2 separate regions of the Canis lupus genome follow, and region 2 is linked to region 1. The links are chromatin contacts, called in public Hi-C maps. All regions are on one chromosome and are shown on one strand. Each heading gives the region's core, a stretch centred on a gene start, on an enhancer-like site or on the middle of the called end of the contact. The rest is flanking DNA. Distances are from core to core; before and after follow the strand shown. Region 1 holds the start of LOC111096211. Region 2 holds the start of HINT3 (histidine triad nucleotide-binding protein 3).

The links. Hi-C and Micro-C count contacts between places; a contact is called where the count stands out from the background.
Region 2: a contact with region 1 is called in a Hi-C map of blood, with 6 times the contacts expected there. The contact joins the promoter of HINT3 here to the promoter of LOC111096211 in region 1. A contact is called at or near these places in 2 of 9 Hi-C or Micro-C datasets (amygdala and blood).

What each region holds. Positions count from the first base shown.
Region 1 is chr1:64,830,781-64,837,283 of UU_Cfam_GSD_1.0, reverse strand. LOC111096211 reads right to left here and starts at 3,874. Exons shown (of 6, transcript XR_005353878.1): 1 at 3,816-3,874; 2 at 3,304-3,416; 3 at 2,944-2,988; 4 at 2,349-2,465; 5 at 1,393-1,502. It overlaps LOC111098237, which reads right to left. Exons shown (of 4, transcript XM_038525608.1): 3 at 5,499-5,807; 4 at 3,937-3,996. The coding sequence ends at 3,970. LOC119869890 (a small nuclear RNA gene) reads left to right here and starts at 2,345; the gene lies at 2,345-2,447.
Region 2 is chr1:65,400,664-65,407,061 of UU_Cfam_GSD_1.0, reverse strand. HINT3 (histidine triad nucleotide-binding protein 3) reads right to left here and starts at 3,721. Exons shown (of 5, transcript XM_038526727.1): 1 at 3,501-3,721. The coding sequence starts at 3,701. LOC119870675 (a long non-coding RNA gene) reads left to right here and starts at 3,963. Exons shown (of 2, transcript XR_005353115.1): 1 at 3,963-4,282; 2 at 5,257-5,818.

The sequences.
Region 1 (6,503 bases), core at 2,625-5,124:
TTATCTTAGCTTGTCTTTCTTTCCTCTTCCTCCCTGCCCCCCCACCTCTGTCTTTCTCTGTTTCTCTGTCTCTAAATCCTAACTTTGCCGCGGTACAGGACATGCTTTACCCTACCTGCTTTCTAACCCCCCTCGAGGAACAATCGGTTGTGCCTTAGAACGAAGGCAGGCGAGAAGGTGGGGCATTAAGCACCTCCACCTCTCCGTCTCTATCCATGTTCCCCGTGCTCTCGGTTGGTCACTGGAGACGATGCTCTCTGGGGAAGATCGCATCTGCGGGGCACGACCCTAAGCTCAGGCCTCCCCCTGCACATCACCTCTCTTCTTTCTCAGCTGTTGGTTTGGCCTGATGGGTCCAGTTGCACTTTGCACACGTGTGGATGCCTTTGCAGCTGCCACCGACCGTGTTTTTTGAGCCCATTGCTTCCTTCAGGAATGCGATAATCATAGTTTGAATTCTGTGGCATGCTTTAGCCGGAAGAAGTGATCACGGTGGGAGGGAAGAGGACAGTTTTCTTCAGATATTTGATCTGACCTCCTGCTGAAGCGGGACTGGACTTCCACAGATATCAAACCCTCAGAGCAGCAATTCTTCAATGAGGGTGTGATGGTAAGTCGAGTCGTTTAGGGACCCCTTTCTCTGCTGAGATGCTGAGGATTACCAGCCTGCAGGGACACTCACTTGCTAGGACATCAACCACATACTGACTTCGCCAGGGGCTGATTGTATCTAGCGCCACTGCTGTCCATAGGAGCATGACCCATTTCTTAGGAATATTAGGATGCAAAAAATTGAGATCTGTCAAATGGGACTAAACATCCCACAAGATCAGCTAAACTATATATATTTTTCCTATCGTTTTATTCCTAAGGCCTCACAGGGCCTGACATGTGGCAGATGCTCCAAAATGCTCTTTGAAGTATTGTTTTATTTTATGAATTAAAAAGAAATGACTTTAGGAAGCAAATTTCATTTTAATAGAAGTGGAATGATCTAATAAGAAGCACCGTCCAAGGCGGGCCGTCAGGAGAGACAGTGAGTTCTCCATCTATGGAGGAATTCAAGCACAAGCTGGGGACTCTGATACATCGGCTGGATAGTCGACCGGGCCTGGGAAGCCAACAGAGCGGCAGCCAACTTGGCTCCAAGGCCAAGGGAAAAAAATTCCAAGCCTTCTTTCGTGACCACAAAGAGATTCATTACTTGAAAGGTATAAAAAGACGCATCCTGTAAAATCATCCGTTCAAACCAGGGGACCAAATCCTTGTGCCTTGTTTTCTGGGAGTTCTGTGTTGATGTTGAACCACAGCTTATTAAATCCTAAGTTTTTAATTTCTGTTTACAGTACTCCCAGATTTTTTTTTTTTTTTAAACTAAGAAACCATTCGTACCTTTGAAAGTCTCCACGAATTTGGCCTTCTCCTCTAGAGCCCCGTAGGAAGCTGATGCACGGAAGCCCAAAGCGGCAGCCTACGGGTCCGAAAAACCCAACTGCTTCTACCTGCAGAATCAAAAGCTCAGCGCACCTCTTGCTCACACTCCTTCCGAAGCCAACGGTTCAAATTAGCTTTAAGGGCGACCCCCAGGAGAGTACAACCATTTCTCGAAACACCAGAAGGTTCTAGGGATTTCTCTCCCTCCCCCCAACCCTCTGCCTTCTTCCTTCTCCTTTTCACCCTTTCTTCTTCTCTTCCTGCTGAATGGAGTTTGCCATCCGAGGGATGCATCCCGCCCTCATTAATGCGGAACATCTGCCGCCCATCAGAGGCAAGTAGCCGAGTAGCAGGAGGGGCAGGAGGGGCAGGCCTGGGCCCAGCCCACAGGTGGCCGTGGTGATCTCCTGGAGAAGAGCGCCACCTCTCATCGGGGACCTGTGCGGCTGCCCTCGGGCCGGAGTCTGACGACCTATCCCCGGACCAGTGGCTCTGTCTGTCCACCAGCCTTTCCCTGTTTGCACAGCATCTGATGACTTTGTCCACCAACAGCGGCGGAGTCCCTGACACTGTGCATCCCATCCTGCCCGCCTTAGGGAGAGCGCATAGGAGGTGGGTGCTCTGGAAACAAAGCCTGGGCTCCCTCTGTCCCTATGTTCTGTCCCCATCTGTGAATCCCCATTTAAGGGCCATGGGTGGGGTGCCTGGGATCCCTGGGTGGCTCAGTGGTTTAGCGCCTGCCTTCAGCCCAGGGTGTGATCCTCGAGACCTGGGATCGGGTCCCATGTCGGGCTCCCTGCAGGGAGACTGCTTCTCCCTCTGCCTGTGTCTCTGCCTCTCTGTCTCTGTCTCTCTCTCTCTCTCATTAATAAGTAAATAAAATCTTAAAAAAAAGTAATAAGGTCCATGGGTACCTGCCTCTGCAGCACACGTACTACAACTGGAGCAATACAGGATGAGCGTCTCCCCTGTGCAAGGATGACATGCAAATTCGTGAAGCGTCCCATCTTTTTAGGAAGTGCCTAGAATGTCTCAATTAAAGAATATATTTTAAAAAAATTTAAAGATTTTATTTATTCATGAGACACACACACACACACACACACACACACACACACACACAGAGGCAGAGACACAGGCAGAGGGAGAAGCAGGCTCCATGCAAGGAGCCTGATTCGGGACTCGATCCTAGGACTCCAGGATCATGCCCTGGGCCAAAGGCAGGCGCCAAAGTGCTGGGCCACCCAGAGATCCCCCCAAATTTTTTTTAAAAGAATATATTCTCTTGGTTCTGCTATGATGGCCCCAGACAGTGTTAACTTCCTCTTTTTTTTTTTTTTTTTCCTATTGTGGGTTTTGATTGTTTTGTTTTTGCCCCCGCCAGAAATTGGTTTTATGTGATGTGCCCAGGTCTTAGGTTCCTGGGAACCTATGGAAAAAAATTCCCTAAAACATCACAAATTTCCATAAGACATCAAACATAATAAAAAGCAATGGAAAATGTGTCACCTGTGTCTCAGTCTGGACTGGTCTTAAAAAATTCTGGATCTTCTGCTGAATAAAACAAATAACCAAATGTTAAATTCAGATTAAGAAATGTTCCTCAGCATAATGGGGATCTTAGAGGTCTTCTGGGGTCCTCCTGTTACACATGGGGACCCCGGGGTCCAGAGCGGTGCAGTGACTCCGTCATACACTTGCCCTGTTACTCCACACCCACTGACGACCATCCTAGGGCCCTTTCTTTGGGGCCACTCTTCCCCCACTTGGGTTCACAGAAGTTTGCAGCTTAGAGGGTACTGGAAAGATTGGGACTGTATAAACACTGACAGCCTAAGATATTAGGCTGCATTTGAACAGATTTCTTACCTCTATGCATCCACTGTGTTCTGTTTGTGTTGATAAAGTACAGATCTCTCTTTGACACGCAAAAAAACACAGGTGTTGATTCTCAATAGTCATGTAGATCACTGCGTGTATCTCTAAAATCGTTCATGTAAAATATTTGAAAAAAAAGCATTTTAGATTCTTCTTCTTTTTACAGCAAGTTGTAAGTAGGTATAAAAACAGATGCCTTTATGTGTTATTTGATGTTCATACGGTTCTTCCTAAATAACATGCTTGATTTTTAACAGAAGTTCTTGGAGATGATGTATTCTGAACGCCAGTGGTAGACTGGTGGTGTAATACATTATTTGCTATAAAGCGGTGCTGCCATTGCAGGAGAAAGGCAATGGGCTAATGGGCAATGGACTCTGGGTTTGAGTCCAGTGTCTGCCGCTTAGCTGCTCTGAGACCTAACCCAGGTTACTACACTCTCTGGTGGAGGCATAACCCGAAAATTCTTTGAAATTTATAAATCGAATTTAAGTGAGAATTACCATGGCTGGGGCGCCTGGGTGGCTCAGCAGTTGGGCGTCTGCCTTGGGCTCAGGTCATGACCCCGGGGTCCTGGGATCCAGTCCTGCATCGGGCTCCCAGGCAGGGAGCCTGCTTCTCCCTCTGCCTGTGTCTCTGCCTCTCTCTCTGGGTCTCTCAGGAATACATAAAAGAAATCTTTTTCTAAAAAAAAAAAAAAAAGTATTACTCTCTGGTGAATTTGCACAACCTACCTAAGCTCGACGTCCTGAGGGAATACTGATTAATGCACATCTTACGGGGTTGTGTTAAGATTAAATGCAGTGACATATCCAAGGTCCCAGGTGGGATGCTCAGCTCCCCAGCAAATAAACCTCCATTTATTTTAGTATGAGAAGATTCCTGGCTCTTGCTGTTCTTATGGTTCTATGGGATAGATAACCTGGAATATTTGGGTGTATAAACCCTCAAAACATTTTACCTAGGTCTCTGTCACCTATACATAGAGCTGTAGCTGAGACTTCACCTCCAAGGACATGGAGCAAATTCGAGTGTCATGAACAAACAAAAAAACAACAAAGAACAAAACCCACAGTTAACAATAAGGATTCACAAGTTTGAGAGCTGAACCCAAGAATAACTGCTCTTTATTCTGACCTTATCACTCCTGTCTTCAGAACTACTCCAAGCTAAGAATCAACTTCAGGATGTCTTCTTGACTCTACACCTGGAAAGTGTTCCCAATAATCTCACACCCTTTTTAAATATACAGTCTTACAAATGTCATATATATGTGTCCTTTTTTTCATTCTCATCACAGATATAACTTGCTCTTTTTCCTTTATTTTTGCTTTTACTTCTTTCCCCCTTTATTTTTACTCCATATCCTCTTTTAGATCATGAACTTCACAAAGGCTGAGCTCCTGTTTGGTTTTCCCCCCCACTATACCCCATGTGCAAGTTCTGTAAATGCTCCAAAGACCAGTAATGCCCTGACATTGCATCAACTTGCTTTCACCCTGCTCCTCTTTACCTCCTTGTTGCAGGTATGTCCTTGGGAAGTTTGCTGGAGCTCTCTGAACCTTAGCTTCTTTGTTCATAAAATGAAGACAACCTTGCAAAGTTGCAGTGAGACTTTTAAATACTATCTGGAGGGTTGCCCAGGTGGCTCAGTGGTTGAGCATCTGCCTTCAGCTCAGGGTGTGACCCTCGGGTCCCAGGGATCGAGTCTGACATGGGGCTCCTTGCATGGAGCCCGCTTCTCCCTCTGCCTGTGTCTCTGCCTCTCTCTCTGCATCTCTCATGGATAAATAAAATCTTTATAAAAAAATAAAAATAAACAACTAAACAAATAAATAATATCTTGAAAGCCCTTAGCACATAATAAGCCTCCAATATCAGGTCACTATCAGTGTTTCTGTAGGTTTTCTACTAGCATGATGGTCACCACCATCATTGAGGCCATCAACTCTGTACCTCAGATTCCCAAGAACCAAAGAAAAACACGGGAAAGGAGATAGGAAAAGCCAGGGAAGCGTGGGGAGAGCAGAAAGTTGACACTCAGTGGAAACTAGCGAGTACAGGGCAGTGGTTCCCAGATCCAGAAAGAACCAGAAAGAACACTGGTGGGATGGTGCCCCCTTGTGCCCATCCTCTGAGACTACAGGTGACACCTGTGGGAGGCGGGGAGTCCTGGCCAAAGGCACCTGCAACAAGCTCTCCTTGGGTCCACCCGGAGGCTGGGGACGGGCCGCCGTCCCCCGTGCCCCCAACAAGGAGGTGTGCACCCCGGTCTGCTCAACAGCCCTTGGCCAGGTGGCTGCTTGAGGCCCTCTGTGCTTGCAGAGCAGCTCAATGGCTCCTAGGCGGCGATGAACGGGCTGATCCCGAAGCAGCAGAGGACACGCCACGATGCTCTGAGACTTGCAAGTTGAACCGAGTCCTCGGCCTGCACGGAGAAATTTTTTTTTCCTCTTCTCAAAATCAGGAAGAAAATGGTCACCATTGGTGGAAGCCTAAAGAAAGACAGATTATCGGGGAGTGCAGGCACCGCCGAGGATCCCCAAGCTGGAACGGGGTGGAGGCGTCGGGCGGTGCAGACGCGGGGTCCCGCATCCCTGGGACACAGCAAGTCCCGAGCCACCACCCTTCTGGCCTTCGTTCGCCCGTCTCGGGTGGGATCTGGGAGGACAAGCTGATCCCAGCCTCAGGGGGAACCCGCGTGCCCCAGGACCGGGCCGCAGGTCCTGCAACCTCGAGGCCAGGTCGGCCGTGGCTCAGCATCTTGGACCCGGAGGCGCTGGGAGGATGTGACGGCCGGGCTGCCGTCTTTCGGCAGGACACCCCCCTGCCGGACCCCGTCGGCCTGCTGGCTGGACGAGCCGAGAGATGCTTGGATGGGTGCTCCCCGGGGACGGCGGGCCTGGCAGCAAGGGAGCCCCCGGGGCACGCACGGGCCCACCGCTGCCCCGGAGCCACGCTGCCACCTGCCTCCAGCACAGGCCGTGCGGCCCAGAGAGCCTGCGGGGACTGAGAGGGCACCGGGCCAGGCTGAGAAGCGCTGGCCAGGCTCAGGCCCGGGCCCCCCGAGTCACGCCTCGAGCTCCTGGCCTGGGCCACTCTGCTACAGATTGGGGAACAGGTCCTTAAAACAAGTCATTGGTTTGGTAGCCTGCAAACAGCCTCGCTACCCCGGGCTCCCCCCTCGCCTC
Region 2 (6,398 bases), core at 2,472-4,971, 570 kb before region 1:
GAAGACTTTTTTCCCTGATTCCACTCTCATGGTATTTCGATATTGCAGATACACTCCTTACCTGTTTAGGTCTATCATGTTTGCCTTTGCCTCATACCATCCCCCCAAAATCAACTTTTTTCTCCCCACCCCGAGAATGCATGGCATAGTATTTGCTTAGTTTCAACTCTGCAGTATACAACAAAAATACGGTATACAGTTATGGAGCGAGGAATCTTCTCTGGCTTTTGCCAGAAAAGTTTCTTGGACTAAGCCCTATGATGCTAATAACTCCAATTATTCCAAATCAAATTTTCTCCTCTGTACTTAATTATGTCTACCCTACTTGGATATCAATCCAATAGTTTCTATTTATAAGAAACATATATGAATGAATATAAGGCTATAATATATATAGAGTTTTTACTAAATATTTATAATAAACATGAACAAATATAAAAATATACTATATATAATGCAAAATATACAAATTAAAGATTGGGTTCTCTTTTTAAAAAGATCTTTAACCTTTGATTAGTGAGCTCTTATATATTAAATCATCTTAGATTCAATATTTAAAAGATCTGCAACTTTTTGAGACACTGTTTACAAGATGTGCACCTTGCTTATGTTCTGTATTACACGGACTACAGCATATATTCATCCTGTGCCATCTATGTAGGGAGCACATTAGCTCCAAGTATGGACTGTGTCTAATTTCCTCTATAAAAATGTTCCAGGCTTTTCACATACTTCTCTCTGGGAACATTTTATTATTCATTTGAGAGAGAGCAAAAGTAGGTAGAGGGACAAGGAGACTCCCCGCCGAGCAGGGAGCCCAACGTGGGGCTTGATCCCAGGTCTCCAGGACCATGACCCGGGGCCAAGGCAGGTGCCAGGCCAACTGGGCCACCCAGGCTGAGAATGTTCTTTAAAGAGAAAAAACCCTGACCTTTGGCCTGGAAAACATTGTGATAGACGTTTCAACCATCCCACCCCCTCTCGGTGACTAATTTTAGACAAAACTTTTTATACTACAAGTATATATTACTTACTCGTGTTCCTCAACACGGGTACTAGACTGTGCAACATTTAAATGCAGTTTGTAGGAATCTAAGGAATATTGAATTCTGTGAAGTAAAAAAAAAAAAAAAAAAAATTTTACTACTGGCTACCCTAATCTTCTATGTGGTGAGATAAGGAGTGGATGAAGAAGCAGAGCTAAAAAAAAAAAAAAAAAAAAAAGAAGCAGAGCTCAGCGGTCTGTCCCAACTCCACGGATCAGTTCAGCAGAGGCCACTGTACTTTCCAGACCACCAAGGCATGTATTCTTCCTCCCTGTCAACTGTGTCCAGTCTTCACTCCTTCCCCCGATATTCAGCACAGATTTCAAGGTCTGTCACTTTAGGCCTCTCTCTAGCCATAAATCCTTACCTTTGTTCCACTGCGCTTACGGAACACCTACGGGGCCAGACCCCAACCATGGGTTGACCCATGGGTTCACCTTGTCTAAAACTAGGTGGCTGCTGCTGGAGAGGTAAGGGATCACACAGCTAAACAAAACACAGCGTGTGGTAGAAGTGATGTAGGAACAGGTTAGGGGCAGACAGGACTAGGCAGGGAAGGATCAGGGAAAGGCCCCAGGCTCAGGCTCCTACCCACTCCAAAGAAACAGAGAGAAGACTGTAAAAATAGAAAAGTAAGTCTGGTCTCCTAGCTCCAAATGTGAGGGAGTATCCCCCCTTTTAATGGCCACTAATCACAGAAATATGTCATTAAGGGGTTATCAATCGTCCCTGCTCACACCAAGAGGCACAAGAGTCTCAAAGCCACGGGCTACCTGACTAGGCTACAGAAATCCCAGATGTAGAGAAAGGTTAGGGAGGAGATGTTACCCTGAGAAGTAAACACCTTGTTTGGGCTCATGATACTTACAAGAACACCTCCTTGGCTATTATGACCTTAGGAGTCCCCCACCTGTCTTCTAAATATGCACCCTGATAGTGACACGGAATTTGCCAAGTTCCCTGGTCAGTTCCCTATAAAGGGCAGACCTACATGGCGCCAGGGGCAGCCCTGTGGGGAGGTCACCCCTGAGAGCTTCCTCTGCATCTCTGCTTAGTAGACTTCTACGGCTTGGCTCACTGTCCTGGGTCCGGGAGGTTCCTGCTTCCACTCAGGGAGACAAGCTCCGCTGCTTCAGGACCACCTCACCAAGCTCCGGCGACTTGCAGCCACCTGCTCCGCGTTCAGGCCACCCTTTAGCCTATGACATCTGAACAGCGACTATCCTTCCTCCTACTCAGCCGTGAATCTCCAACACTAGGTGCTTACGACAGATTCGAGTGCATCTGTTCCAACAAAGGAATTAAGAATCACCAAAAAAAACACAAAACTAAACTAAACAAAACAAAAAAGCCCAAAATCTTTGGAGCTGATCCTCTCCCAAAGCAATTTCTTTAAAGGCACGTAGAAGTGATAGAAGAAAATGTGTATCAGATTATCTGTTTTCAGTACTTAGTGCTCTGAAAAAGTGCGCCGGTGCCAACTGACACCACCTGTAGGACCTGCGCCCTTCCGTGGGGAGCAGTGCGACCTCTGCCCCAGTGCCCCCCGCCCAGCTTCACTGAGCCTAACCAAGGAGCCTCTACAAGGACGAGCTCCTCTCCAGCAGCTCTCTCCCCTGGGGCAGGGGCCTGTGCAGGATGTGAGGCCGGTCTGGGCGGCGGGGACCAAGCCCTCTAGAAAACAGGCCACAAATGCTATTTTCTGCCAAATACCTCCTACCTGCACACAGAGGCCCAAGAGTTTGGCTTTATGGCTACATGGTGTCCCCACCCCACGCCCAACCCGCGCCCCAACCCTGCACAGCAAGGATCCTGCAGAGACCCTCACCGCTGGGGGGCGGGGACGTCGGGGCCTGGGGACAGTCCCGCTCTGGGGGGAGGATGTGGGGGGGCAGTCCCGCTCATGGGGGGAGAGGACATGGGGGGGGACAGTCCCGCTCATGGGGGGAGGATATGGGGGGGCAGTCCCGCTCATGGGGGGGGTAGGACGTCGGGGGGAGGGACAGTCCCGCTCATGGGGGGAGAGGACATGGCGGGGAGGACGTCGGGGGGGACAGTCCCGCTCTGGGGGGAGGATATGGGGGGGGCAGTCCCGCTCATGGGGGGGGAGAGGACGTCGGGGGGGGCCGTCGGGGGGGGACAGTCCCGCTCATGGGGGGAGAGGACGTGGGGGGGGACAGTCCCGCTCTGGGGAAGGATGTGGGGGGGCCCAGTCCCGCTCCCAGGGGACGGGGAGGACATGGGGGGGTTCAGTCCCGCCGGGGGGGGAGGGGGAGGACGTCGGGGGGGGGGACAGTCCCGCTGCGGGGCGGGGGGTGGGAGTACGTCAGGCCGGGGACAGTCCCGCTCCGAGCGGGGGAACGTCGGGCCGGGGACAGTCCCGCTCCGGGTCGCCGTGGGTCAGCAGCAGCAGCAGGCCCCCCCGCCCCCCGCCGCCCGCCGCCCGCCGCCCACCTCGCAGGGCAGCAGCTCGGTGCTGGGCTCCCGCCGGCCGGCGATGCGGCAGAACACGCACTTGCCGCCCTGCTCCTCCGCCCGCGACGACCTCGGGGCCACCTCGGCGGCCGGCAGGGAGGACTCCGCGGCGTCTGCGGCGGCCGCGGCCTGACAAGCCGGCCCCGACTCCGAGCCAGCGCGCTTCGACTCCTCCGCCATCGCCCCGCCGCGCCGAGCGCGTCCGCCGCCTGCACCTCGCGGTGTGACCTGGAGGCGTCGCCCGTCGCCCGCCGCTGCGAAGGACTGGGGGGGGGGGGGGGGGGGAAGGGGTTGGGCGCATGCGCGGGCCCTGGGGGCGGGCCCTGGGGGCGGGCCCTGGGGGCGACGCCGTGGGCCGCGTCAGAGCCAGCGGCCACGCGGGGGCGCGCGAGGACGCCGCGGGACTCGCCCCGCCCCCTTACGTCTCTTTGGTGAAGACGCACCGCGTCCTTCGCGACGCCGGAGCGCGGGGGGTCGCGGTGACGTCACGAGCGCGCCCGAAGGTGCGGCCGAGTGGAGCCTGGCGGGTGTGCAGGAGGTCCGCTCCGGAAACCGCAAGTTAGCGTCCCCGGACTCTATTGTGTTGTAAAAAAAAAAAAAAAGAAAAAAAGAAAAAAGTTAAAAATTCTTTCGTCTTAAGGGACTGAGCACAACTTCTAGAGCTTTCTTTCCAGCGTAGATTACGTTTGCTGTTTCCTGTGCCCCTTTTCGGCCACGACAGCTTCGTGCCTGAGCTCAGGGTGCCCCGAGCCGAACTTCCGGTGCGTTTGCTCTCGGTGGCGGGCGGCACCCGCGGGGCGGGGCGGGGCGGGGGGGGCTTGTCTCCCATTCCGCCCGCCCGGGGAAATGCGGAGGCGTCAGGGCCTGTGACGCCCCAGAGACTCCTGGCTCGCGCTTCGGGCCTCGGCCACAGCATGACCCAACTATGGCCCCCTCGACTCTCCGGCCCCTGGAAACCCTTGAGGAGCCACCCCCACCATCCCTACCGCCACTGTCCCCCCATACCCCCCCACCATCATCCCCACCCCCACTCCCCACCCCATCATTCCCCTACCCACCCCCCACCATCATCCCCACCCCACCCCCATCATCCCCACCCCCATCATCCCCCTCCCCACCCCATCATCCCCATCACCCCAATATCCCCCTACCCACCCCTCCACCATCATCCCCACCCCCATCACCCCATCATCCCCTTACCCAGCCCCCCACCATCATCCCCACCCCATCCCCCCACCCCATCCTCCCTACTCTCCCATCATCCCCACCCCCACTCCCCACCCACCCCCTCACCATCATCCCCACCCCACCCCCATCATCCGCACCATCACCCCCACTCCCCCTCCATCCCCACCCCCCACATCCCCTCCATCCCCACCCCCATCACCCTGACTCCCCCACCATCATCACTCCCACCCCCATCATCCCCATCATCCCCATCATCCCCACCATCCCCACCCCCATCATCCCCACTATCCCCACCCCCACCCCCACCATCCCCATCCCCCCCACCCCCCAACGACGTCCCCGTTAGTGACCTTGGTGTTCAGGGCGGCCTCCGCTCAGGCGGCTGGTCTGATCCCGCTCGGCGTCGCCCCGACCCCCGGATGTGCCGCGGGTCCCTCTCGCTGTTGTAAGGAGCGAGGCTGGCTTTCTGGTCGCCGCGGGAGATGAAGCGGACCCGGTCACAGGCCCGTCCAAACCCGGAACCCACCCGCCTTCTTCTTGAATGCAGACCTTGTTTTCTGACGCTGGAAAATCTCTTGAACTAGCTCTTGGGAGCGTCCTCGGTGTTCGTCGACTTTAGGAAATGACGCAGTCACAGCCCCCGTTGCGGATTCAGGCCGATGCTTGAGCGATTTCTGATACTTCAGTTGAAAGCATGCGTATGTGTTTTCAGTAGTTGCACACCTGTGTCGGAGACACTTGCTCGCGTGTTCCGCAGTTGGCCCAGCGGCTACAGGGGCCTTCCCAAGAGCTTCATCGCCCTCGGGGGCCGAGTGCCCACCCTTCCCACACGCGGTGATACGCCTTCACCTCCCCTGGTCCTTCCGAACTACCTTCGTTTCCATTTCTGCGCATCCAGATACCGCCTTCAGGCCTCTCCTCAAGTGCCTTCATGACTTTTTTTTTTTTTTAATTAACCAAACAAATAAATACTTCGTCTTGTGAATTCACATAGCAGTTTCTCAGTGCTTCTCTTGTAGAGCTTAGGACTCTGTATTCTATGCTATTTATGTGCAGTTTCTTTACTAGAAATTACATCCCTTGATTAAAAAAGGATGGGTGTCTCTGAATCTATTGTAGTGCCTCGTGTGGTGCTTTGCATGTGGGTGGACCCCTAACGCTTGTCGAATGAATACAAGCGTCGTTAGGAATAAGGTTGCAGCACAGGGGTGTTCAGATGGCACACCGTACAAGAGCCCGGTAAACAAGAGTATGTTGATTTTTACATTGCAGATAAATGTAACTTCTCTGAAATCACAGACAGGCCTAAGAGTTCTGGAGCAGTGCAGAGCTAACTCCTACAAAAGCCCACATCGGGTTCATAATGACCATACACACTCAGGGGACCATTCACCTCCGTACTGGCACGCACCTGCACAAGTCACACCTGTCTTGACGGCGGCATTCCCAGTGACACCTGTGATTGGTCCCTCACTTACCTGGTACGTATCAAAGACTTGCTTTCCGTTGCCCAACTTTGACCTTGATAATAGTGGGGGAAGCAGCACAAACTATTCAGAACTTGCCTCAAGTGTGGGTGTGGGATCAAGCAACAGCCTGGGCAATTGTGTGCACACAGGCAGAGCTCCCCTGGGAAAACATCATTTGGGTTTCGTGACTGCATTTTACTCACGAGATGGAGTGTTTTCT